Linked DNA regions of Triticum aestivum: region 1 is linked to region 2. A link is a contact called in public Hi-C data. All regions are on one chromosome and are shown on one strand. Each heading gives the region's core, a stretch centred on a gene start, on an enhancer-like site or on the middle of the called end of the contact. The rest is flanking DNA. Distances are from core to core; before and after follow the strand shown.

The links. Hi-C and Micro-C count contacts between places; a contact is called where the count stands out from the background.
Region 1: a Hi-C map of leaf shows a contact between it and region 2, with 9 times the contacts expected there. The contact joins the promoter of LOC123094868 here to the promoter of LOC123092294 in region 2. A contact is called at or near these places in 3 of 5 Hi-C or Micro-C datasets (all in leaf).

Annotation. Positions count from the first base shown.
Region 1 is chr4B:390,406,267-390,412,074 of IWGSC CS RefSeq v2.1, forward strand. It overlaps LOC123094868, which reads left to right and starts at 3,562. Exons shown (of 1, transcript XM_044516744.1): 1 at 3,562-4,369. The coding sequence starts at 3,744. The coding sequence ends at 4,181.
Region 2 is chr4B:389,925,730-389,932,074 of IWGSC CS RefSeq v2.1, forward strand. It overlaps LOC123092294 (SNF1-related protein kinase regulatory subunit beta-1), which reads right to left and starts at 1,786. Exons shown (of 4, transcript XM_044514019.1): 1 at 1,410-1,786. The coding sequence starts at 1,649.

The sequences.
Region 1 (5,808 bases), core at 2,312-4,811, 480 kb after region 2:
CGGCGCCCCCACCGGCGCGGTTTCGGCCCCGGCTGACCGATTGCTGCGTCCCTTCCAGCATCTTCGGTTCGTTGGCGTCCTGGTGGCTGCACCTCTAGCGGAACGGAGCTGCGTTCCCTTCCGGCTCTGGATTGCCAGTGGCGTTGGCCGCCAACCTACCATCCGTGTCGGCTCTCTGCCTCGCTGCCTCTCCAACCCTGTCTGCCCACACACCATGTCGGTTGCAAAGCTCGCGTTTTTGTCGGCCCGGGTGCAGCCCCATCCTCCTTCTGAGGCAGCAGTCGACGAATAGGTTGACTCCTACATCTTCGGATCTTGATCTGGTGGCTATGGGATTGCTCGGACTCAGGCTTGGCGAAAGCCATGCTCGGCTTGCCGATGCTGGCAGCGGCTACACCAGCGGATGTCGTTTTCCTTCTTGGAGGCGCTACCATGGCTTTAGTTGAGCCCATCTTCGAGCTTCAGGGAAAACCCTAGGTCCGGCTTTTCGGACCGGATGGCGGGGGCGTCACGACGCCGTTCTCCTTCTTGAAGGCGATATCTTGCTCGCTAGCGGAGTCCCCGGTGTTGTAATTGAAGATGTTCGACGTCCTACTCATGCGGTCTGCTCCTCTAGTTTTAGGCTGGTGTGTTTACGTGTTTCTCCCTGTTCGGGCTGAGCACCCCTTCTCTCTGCTCCGGGCACCATGTGCATGCCTCCTTGCGTTCATGCCATGTGTTGTACCCTCTGTTGTACTCATTCTTTTTTTTTTTTGAGGAATCGGCAGAAGCACTGCCTTTTCCTATAAGAAGGAGAATAAGGTTTATGTGTTGAGTATATATGATATGTTTATACTGTGTATTGGGCCCGCCTTCTAGTCCCTGTATAGTTGAGGTCCATGGTCCACCTTTGTACTCATATATACGTGCCTATGCACGAAGATTAATACATCGTGCAATTCACATATTCTACATTATGTACAAGACTCATTCCTCTTTTATCTATCAATGAAAAGACAGGCAAGCTTTGCGAATTCGTGAAAGAAAAAAAGTTTAAAACGCCACGTCATACCCTAACGATGCAGCTGATTGAGGATATATTTGACCCTCGATTAATAACTGGTCGGGGCCTTTGGTCTACTTCTCCACGTTAAGCTTGGCACGTGGTCCACGATCGACCCTCCTGCGTATCCCAAAATTTCAACAATGAATCTGGTAACTGGAATAGAGAGAAAATGGGCAAGACATTCCAATAGTGAACCAAATGATATCCGGACGCCGAGATGCATGGCTCCAAATCAGCGAGCTCACACTTGCACAAAAAGGATACAAGTGTACACATTCAGAGAAACAAGGATACATGTGCATGGGGCGCTGCCTTCCTGGATACCCGATGGCGATCGGGCGACAGGGACCTACGGCGCACCTTGACTAAGAGTGGAATTTCGGTGAGATCGCTGCCGCCAGGAAACTTCACCCGGCCTGGTCCTGGACGTTAGCCCTGTGCGTTCGGTTTATTCGGTTTATATGATTCGGTTTATACGATTTTTCGGTATGTACGGTATTAATACTTCGGTAAATACGGTATGAACATAAAATACGGTTCGGTTTCGGTATATACCAAATTATTTCGGTATGGTTTCGGTATATACCGTAAAAACCAAAGTTGACGCGAATTTGAAAATGATGTAATAATAATTTGCAAATTTATGACTCAAAACACATTTTATTTTACACAAATAGTATATGACTATATATATAAGTATATATGCATGCATTGATTCATCTGTTGATGGTTATGGACGTGCTTAGCATTTTAAAAAGAGAAAAATGACAATGTTACAAGAAAAATGTAGGTGCTTAGTAGTGAATTTGACTCATGTACAAGAAAAATGACAACTTGTACGGTTGTTCATCTCAAGAAATATAAATTTATCTTTTACTTCGGTTTATTCGGTTAACCATTCGGTTTTTCGGTATATACCATAAAAACCAAAGTTCAAATCAGTATGAAAAGTTCATACCATACCGAAACCAGAAACCATAAAAACAAAAAAATCGGTTCGGTTCGGTTTATTTTCGGTATGGTTTTTCGGTTCGATTTTAAAATGCACAGAGCGACTGGACGTCGACGAAGATCACACTGTTCCGACCAAAATGGCTGGTGGTTATTCTCCCATGTCCATCTCCGTAGTTCCCTTGGGCCTTGGCGTCCGTGTCGCGCCATTGCAATCTAGGAGTATTTATTTAACGGCCGTCTTCTTCCCGAGCCTTCCTCCGATTCACCCCGCCCCGGTGGCGATCACTCTCTGATCGCCTTACGAAATGACGGGAACGCGCAGGCGTCATCGATTGCGCAACACGTACGTACGCCCACGCCCGGGTGTGCAGGTGAAAAAACCAATCCGGCGAGTCACAGTCTCACTGACACGCGGGTCGATACGAGTAGAAGCGTGCATTGTTGTACGTCTTCCACAAGCAATCATCCAGACACGTATCATGTTCTCCGTTGGGAGTACAAGGCCGGCGAGCTTGGGCTTTGACACGCATCCTGCTCGCGCAGCAGAAAGAAGAAGCACGTACGCGTCTCATCAGAGATCCTATAAGTACACGGAGACAAAATCTTGGACCGGGAAAATAATTAGTTAGCCAAAATCGACAAGGACTCTTAACAATTTTTAGTTGGATATATACTTGTACTATGTAATACTACTTGGATTCTTTCCACAACGGGTAGGTTAGGTGGGTCGAGCATGAGGCTATGATTTTCGAACCCGGGCCGTATTGCTCCATCTAGTTAACTAGTGGCGGCTCTGCAAATTAGAATCAATTAGTAGTTCGTTACTACTGTAGCTGCCATCCTGACACAACCTCAGATCGATCAACTAAAACTGGCAGTGAGAAAATTCAGACGTGTATCCCCTTGGTCTGGAAGGAAAATTCACACCACGGATGCACGTGCATGTGGTACACACAGAGAAAAAAAGAGACATCTCGATCGATTCCGATCGCCACGGCGCCAAACGCAGATTTTCTCCGTGGAGCCGTACGTGGACTGGAACAGGAAGACCACCCAGATGTTGCAGGGTTTGAACTGAAAGGCGACATGTACGCACGCCTGCACCCCCTTTCAGATACACTAGCAGTATATACAAGCCTAGGCACAAGTGAACAAACGGTCACGCACACAAAAGTAACCAGACGTCCACGTCCATGTCGATCGATCAAGATCAATAACTCCCGCGCCCTACTTTTCCAGGAACCTTCACCTCTCTCTCTCTTTCAAAATTATCCCGCGCCGGTCATCCAATCAACCCACTCACCAACTTTCCCAAGCAACGGTACGATGCGCACGAAACCGTCACGCCCTATGACCGTGCTGTGCTGCGGCCTGCGGGAGATACCTCAATCAAAGCCCCATGTGCCACAATTCGCTCCGGCCGGAACCCACAACAAAATTATTATCCGGCGGATTCCGGGAACTTGCAGGGGCCAATCCACAGCCACAGAAGCGCAGTGGCGATATCTTGAAACAAAGATCGTCTCCCTGACCGGACCTTGTAATCTTGCGGCCGCACAACCCTATATAGCCCCGCCCCGCCAACAAAACCCCCCATCACCTCCTCACCCCAAAGCAGCTAGCTATAACCAACTTGGCTCAGCTGGTTGATCGCTCAGTCCGCTTCAACTTCATCACAGCGAGCCGCGCGCTCTCCTTGGCTTCGTCTCGTTGCTGCTGTACGTATTCGATCGAGATTGTTGAGATGGACAAGCTGAGCGTGCACCACGGGCAGCACAACGGCATCTCCAAGCCGCCGGTGCACCACCACGGCAAGGGCGGCGGGAAGGGCAAGGGTGGCGGCAAGGGGATCAAGGTCGTCTACATCTCCAGCCCCATGATGCTCACCGCCAGCGCCGAGGAGTTCCGCGCCGTCGTGCAGGAGCTCACGGGCCGCGACTCCAACGTGGCCGACCACGACGCCCCGGGCGCCCCGTCCTACTACTCCTCCTCCTACTCCTCGTACGGGCACGCCTCCCCGACGGCGGGGGCTACGGCTGCTGCGGGCACCCGGGCTTTGCCGCCGGTGATGGCGTCCACGGCGGACTACGCTGCCGGCGCCGGAGCCATGCCTCCGCCGTTCCAGAGTATGTATGACCAAACGGGAGGCGCCGGCCTGCTTTACGGCCAAGACTACTGGTAGGATTGGAGATCGGTCACCTCTTGTCGGTCGACGGTTCGGCATGCCATCGAATCCATCACTTGCATATGTGTGAATTTGCTGTCTACAGTCATGCTTCATGTTTCTTCGATTTTCGATCGATCTGTACTGGAGATGGTAATGTCATGTTGATACGAGAGCTTAGTACATATTTTTGTTTACTTGTTTTTTGCCCTCCTTGTTCGAGATCTTCTCCTGCCGTCATGGCAGCATCACCTTTCATTTAGAGCATCTCCAACAGTTGTTGAACACGTCGCGAGCTAAAAACTAGCTGCACGCCCGTCGCCTGGTTTGACGCGGCAGGCAGCGCTGGCTCCAGCAGCCGCGCTAAAATGCAACGCGCGCGCAGCTCCAGCAGCGCGCAAAAATACAGCACGCGTGACTCTAGCACAAGCAACATATGCATTTTAAAACAGAAGCAAAAGATCAAACACAAACAAAATAAATTAAAATAAATAGTTTAATTTCATATTACAACTCAAACAAACAGTTTATCATTCAAACAGCAAATAGTGCAATAAACACAACAAATAGTTCAACAATACAATGTCGAATGCACGAATCATGATGATGCTCTTTGTCGTCCATTCCATGCCCACCACTCCTCAATGAGATCCTTCTTGAGTTCATCATGCGTTGTCGGACGTCAAATGGCATGATAGGAGGCAACAAAACGGGCCACCCTTTCAGCCCTCCGTCGCACTCGCATGGGATGTCCCAACAACTCATACTGAGAGTAGTCTACATCTTGGCCACGCTCATTCTCGATGATCATTGTTATGCATGATCACACACGCGTGCATGATGTACCAAAGCATTTTTTGATCCCAAAATCTAGCTGGTCCTCTCACAACAGTAAATTGGGCTTGCAAAATCCCAAAATCTCTCTCCACATCTTTTCTAGCCGTCACCTGAGCATTGTGGAAATCAAGATTTTTCCTACCTTCCGGCTTTTTCAACGGCTTCACAAAGGTTTGCCACTTTGGATAGATGCCATCCGCTAGATAATAGCCGTAGTTGTATGTACGACCATTTGCTACAAACTGCACTGGTGGCAAATCACCATTTACAATCTTATTCATCAGTGGTGACCGGTTAACAACATTGACATCATTCAGAGATCCAGGCAGTCCAAAGAATGCATGCCAAATCCAAGTCTCTTGATCGGCCACCGCTTCAAGGATTATAGTGGAACCCTTTTTTTGCCGTGGAATTGCCCATGCCATGCCTTTGGACAATTCTTCCAACTCCAATGCATGCAATCTATTGAGCCAAGCATACCAGGGAAGCTGCGAGCTTTGTTCATCTCCAATAGCCTTGCGACGTCTTCAGCATTGGGAGATCTCAAATACTCCTGGCCAAACACTTGCACAATTCCGACTGCGAAGCGCTTGACACACATGATGGCTTGGCTCTCACCCATAGCCAAGTGATCATCAACTAGATAAGCCGGGATACCGTATGCCAACATACGCAAAGCGGCTGTCACCTTCTGAAAGGTGCTATGCTCGAGCTCTCCGGCGGCATTCCTCCTTTCCTGAAAAAACTGGTCATGGCTAGCCAGTTTCTCTGCAATGCGCCTTAAGAACTCGGTGCTCATCCTAAACCG
Region 2 (6,345 bases), core at 536-3,035:
GTCGCCGCCACCGTTCCAGTTTTCGACGCCCTCTCCCCGGATCGCCTCTTGCCCTCTCACCCAGTCGACCTGCTCCAGTCGCCCTGCTCTGCTCGGCTTCTCCCAGGACCCAAGCGTGCTGCCCTGAGTGCTCTCGAATTCTCAATCAGCAGATCTGATTCACATGTTCAGGTATTTGGCTGCTGCACCTGTCAATTCTTCCCGCTTCAACCAACGAACGGAAATGTTGATTCTCATCCTGTATCACTGTCGAATTGATGCTCCAATTTTTATTTTATTTTTGGTAATTTGGTTGTGTAATTTGTGACTATGGTCTACGATTCTATGAAGAGTTCCCATCTTCCAAATGTCCACAATTATCATGATAGTTCTGTACTGTGTGTGTGGGTCAGTTCTTATTTTTGTGATGCAAATTGTCTACTATCTTGTATTAGTTCCTATCTGTGATGCAATTTTTTATGTGATTATGTCAAACTTCTACACTTCTACAGTATGTTAATTCTCCATGACTCCATTCCAATCCGCATGCAGCAGCTATGAAGAGAAAAGCAGGGCCAAACACCATTAAAATTCTAGCCCGCTTATTTATCAAGTCAAGAATTAGCTTAGTTGGAAATTCAGCTACCTCATTTTCAGCGTGTGCAACCATCCAGAACTGATGACTTTGCCATCTAGTGCAGGTTTAACAAAAGGACTAGTTAAAACAGGTAAATCTTCTTCATATCCAATAGTTGACGGGTTGCTACAACTAGTTATCACTCTCCCAGTCTCATCGGCAACGGCAGAGTGGGCTTTTTCGTCTATGAAAATTGTGAAAACAGGTCTTCGAAATAAAATGGGAGACGATTTGCTTCGCCATTGCATGATAATTTACATAGAAAAAATTTAGCAGCTAAGATAGCTTCTGATGAAATTTATTAATATTTTTGATCTTATTGGCAATCATAGAGGCCAATTTAAATTAATGGAAATGTAATGGTAGCAAAACTTTGTTCTATATGATTATTTTTGTACTGGATATTTTTTCTTTACTTGGCTTGGCTTGCCCGGCTCCGCCCCTGCTTCCCGCATTGTCATTACAATCAATAATACTAAGATGGACTAGCAGCAAGTAGGTTTGTGCTTCTTTGCCCTATTCTCGCGCAGGGATCAAACAGTTTATCCACAGAAAGGGCAGCATTAGCTAAAGTGAATTTGGAAGACACAGAGCCATTTCCAGATCGCGACCAGTCCTCGCCTTGGGACCCTAAGCCAACCAACCAACCAACGAAATCAGTGGAACCTCCACATCTCGAGAGCACATACGAGCACCAGCAGGGGAGAAACTAGGCATCCGAACCGAACCAAACTCTGTAGCAGTAGAGCGAGCAACAAAATGGAGAAGAGGGTGCGGGATCTGGTGATCTGACCTGGGGCACGAACATCCGCGGCGAGAGGGAGCGGCCGGGGCTCACGGGCGGCGATCCGGGCCCGCCGCTGGCCCCCACGACGCCCACTGAGCACGCACGGCGCACGTGGTTGGCGCCTCCGCCGTAGGGAGGGAAGCCGCGGGCCGAGGAGTCGTCGCCTCCGTCCTCGACGTCGACGTCGGCGGCGTCGGCCTCCCCGGGCGCGGCGGCGTCCTCCTCCCTGCCGCTGGCGTTGCCCATGGCCTCCTTCCCTCCTCCTCCTCCCCCCGCCCCCGCGGCGGCGAAATCACGGAAGTGCCACTCACTGCGTTGTGGCGCTGCTGTTGCGCGAGGGGGCAAGGAAGACGAGCGAGAGAGAGAGAGAGGGAAGGAGAGGGAGAGGGATGGCTGCGCCCGTTTGGTCGCGTAATTAAGCGCGTGCCGCTCGCTACCCCTTGCCCGGGAAGCGTGCACCCGGCGCTCGTGGGTTGCACTTGCACCGTCACCGTCGCGTCGGCCCCACGTGGCCCGCCTGCCGGTCGGTGCAGGAGGGTGTAGCGCACGGAGGGGCGTGTTTGGTGATATGTACGTGACGTGGAGCGGGGCCCTGGTCACGGCGCGCACGTTCGGCCGTTGGGGAGAGAGAGGAGCCTGAACCTGAACCTGGATCGGGCGCCGGCTCCCTGGACCCGAAATCCGGCATCCATCGCTGCGATCTCATTGGCGTGTTGTCTTGGGAATCCTTTGCGTTGAAGAACGAGAATCGTGAAAGGGATGGATTCGTGTCAAGGAACAATGGTAGGTGAAGGATTAGCCTTGTTGCGTTTGCCGTCGCGAGTATCACCCGGACTTTTTTTTTTCAACATCAGTACATGCACAAACGCTTATATACACGCGCATACACTCATCCCTATGAACGCACACGCGCACACCCTACCCCTATGAGCGCCTCCGAAAGACTAAGCCGGACATATCATTTTGAGATTTTTGAAGTCACCGTAGGCGTCTCATCGTCGACGGGAACGTCTCCTCCCACTGAACGCGCATCGCCGGAAGTCCTGAAAATAAATCCAGGAATAAATGCGAGCACCAGGATTTGAATCCTGGTGGGCTAGGGATACCATAGTCCCTCTAACCATCGACTTGAAAGGGTTAGACGCGCTTTGCTGCGCCGTTGGTGTTGTTGGGTTTCTTAAAAAACATACTCGCTCTATTTTAAAATATTTCTTTACAAATCTAATCATACAGATTTGATATATTTGGATTAGATTCATCATGAAATGAATTTATCATATTTTTTGTTTAATATTGTGGATGTCGATATTTTTCGCTCTGAACTTGATCAAAAGTGAAAGAAATCTGAATGTTTTTCGCTATGGTATCACATGGTGACGCTTCTTTTTTCTTAGTGATGGGAGGGTATGCGGGATTGATATGTTTTTATAGGGCGGTTGTTGTTGATTGATTTAAAAAATGTTTAATGGGCAAAATCATAAATCCAATCCGAAAATGAATACCACAATTCAATGAAAGAGTTTTGAAATTAGAAAACATAGGAAAGTAAAAGAATTGAACGAGAGAGGTCAAATTATTGACCCGGTCAAAATCGGTTGACCCAATTTTAAATTGACTACCTTAATTAATTGTGAGGCCTTAAAAATTAGAAAGTGTATGTATGATATAAAAGAATTGAATGAGAGAAATTTGATAAATTGTTGACCCGGTTAAAATTAGAAAACCCAATTCTAATTGAAGACCGCAATTAAATGTGGCCTCTTTAAAACTAGAAAGCTTAGTGTTATAAAGGATTTCAGCGTTTGTGGCTATCATTTGATGAATAAAGTTTATGATGCTAAAAAAAGGATTCCAGTGTTTGTCGTGCCACTGCAGGAAATTTGGCAACACTGTCGTCGTTCATTTTATGTAGGTTGCGCCTCATCTAGAGCTTGGATTTGCGTCGCCGAATCATGGACCTTTTTTATTTGATGTAAGTAGGACGAGAGACGACCTACCAACACTAGTTAATTAAGCATTCTCAAAAAAAAAAAACACTAGTTAATTCGGCCAAAAGAACACTAGTTAATTAGTTATGCGCTCGGCATGCCTTAACACGAAAATGGTACTACTCCACATCGACGTGCGATCCATCTCTGCCAACACTACTCAGCTCCTTCTTCGAGTCTTACCTTCAAAAGGAAACTCCTTAATCGAATCATCGGAATCGATCGCTGATACAGATGGATCCGGCCACCGTTGAATTATCTAACAACACCGGCAAAGAGTGTAAAATAACATAAAACTAATGCAATTCGGGTTAGGGATAACCATTAAGTCTAGACAAATAAATTACAATTCTCTTTCGACTGCCTCTAAGAGCATCTATGGAGCCTCAGACCCTTCTCAAATGCCAGGACGGACTGATCGGTCACAAAAAAGAACCCACTCAGGCGCCTCAAATTATCCTCAGACGTCCGGACTGTCCGGCACCCATCATATCTGACCCAAATATGGGACGGATATGGGACGGCCGGGCTCGTCCGCCACGTCAGCCCGACCCACCCCGACCCAACATGTATCCCTTGTGATGAACCCTAGACCTCAATTCACTCCACTCTCTCTGTCCTCTCCTCTTCCCAATTCGTTCTTTCTTCTTCTCATTCGTCGTCTCCTCTTCCCAATCTGATCATGGCGAACGACATCAGCGGCTCCGGCTCCAATGGCGACGAGAGCGACGCCGATACGGTCGCTCTCGGAATGCTTTGCGCCGCTCCCGTCTAGATCAGGGCGCCAATAGCGGAGGCGGCTACTACTTGTGAGCTACATTGGGATTTCCCCAAAGAGGAGAGGATAATGCAGTACAGTAGCAGAAAGTATTTTTCTCAGTTAAGAACCAAGGTTATCAATTCAGTAGGAGAACCACGCAAAATCTCATGAACAGTTCCTACACACAAGATAACAAATACTTGCACCCAATGCAAATCAAAGGGTTGTCCCTTGACGGTTAATTACAAGGATCAAATCTCGTACTCACAGATAGATAAAAAAACACAAAATAAAATAACGGTAAATAAACTACAATAAAGTATTTTTGAATTTTAATATATGATAAAGATAAGCCATGTGGCCATAATTTTCACTAAAGGTTTCTCTCTCAAACAAAAAGCATACGGCGGGTAAACTAATTACTGTTGGGCAATTAATAGAAAAGCGCATAATTATAACGATATCTAAGGCAATGATCATGTATATAGGCATCATGTCCGAGACAAGTAGATCGACTTCTGCTTTCATCTACTACTATTACTCCACACATCGACCACTATCCAGCATGCATCTGAAGTACTAAGTTCATAAAGAACGAAGTAATGCCTTAAACAAGATGAAATTATGTAGACAAAGTAAATCCAATCAATATAAATAAACCCCATCATTTTATCCTTATTGGCAACGGTACAAATACGTGACATGTCCCTTTCTATCACTGGGATTGAACACCGCAAAATTGAACCATCACAAAGCACCTCTCACCATTGCAAGATAAATCAATCTAGTTGGGCAAACCAAACGGATAGATCGGAGAGAAATACAAAGCTATAATAATCATTCATAAAAGAGTTCAGAAAAGACTCAAATAATATTCATAAATAATCTGATCATAAATCCACAAATCACCGGATCCCAACAAACACACTGCAAAAGAAGATTATATTGAATAGATCTCTAAGAACACCTAAGAGAACATTATATTGAAGATCAAACAGAGAGAGGGAGGGAGAGGGAGAGAGAGAGAGAGAGAGGAATAAGCCATCTAGCTACTAGCTATGGCCCCGTATGTCTGTGGTAAACTACTCACACATCATCGGAAGGGGAGCAAAGGTGATGTAGAAGTCATCCATGATCGATTCCCCCTCTGGTAGAGTACTGGAAAAGGCCTCCATATGGGGTCTCACAAGAACAGAGGCTCGCGATGGCGAAAAAAGTATTTTGGGTGGCTCTCCGCTGGTTTCTCGATTTTAGAGAATTTATATAGTTGGAATTAGGTCAACGGAGGAACGAGGGGCCAACAAGGCACCTGGGCGCGCCAACCCCCTAAGATCGCCCATGTGGCTTGTGGCCTACTCCCTCGCCATCTGGCCTCCTCTTGAAGCTTCTAGGGTCTCTTATGTCTAGGAAAAATCGTCAAAAAGTTTCATGGCATTTGGACTTCGTTTGGTATTGATTCCCTGAAAAACCAAAAACAGGCAAAATATAGCAAGTGGCACTTGGCACTAAGTTAATAGGTTAGCCCAAAAAATGATATAATATTGCATATAATTTCATATAAAACATCCAAGATTGATATTATAATAGCATGGAACAATAAAAAAACTATAGATACGTTGGAGACGTATCAAACATCCCCAAACTTAATTCATGCTCGTCCTCGAGTAGGTAAATAATAAAAACAGAATTTTTGATGTGGAATGCTACCTAACATGTTCATCATGTAATGTTTCTTTTATGACATGAATATTTATATTTGAATGATTCAGAACAATAGTCTATAATTTGACATAAAGACATCAATACTCAGGCATACCAACAAACAATCATGCCTTTCAAAATATCAATGCTAAAGAACGTTATCCCTACAAAATCATATAGCCTTGTCATGCTCCATCTTCTTAGCACAAAGTATAAATCATGCACTACCCCGGTGTTAACCAAGCAATTGGTTCATACTTTTTAACGCGCTTCATCTTTTTCAACCCTCACGCAATACATGAGCGCAAGCCATGGATATAGCACTATGGGTGAAATAGAATATGGTGGTAGAGAACTAGAGATTAATATGGAGAACATAAAAAGGAGAAAGTCTCACATCGACAAGGCTAATCAATGGGCTATGGAGATGTCCATCAATTGATCTCAATGCAAGGAGTAAGAATTTGCATGCAACAGATGCACTAAGAGCTAT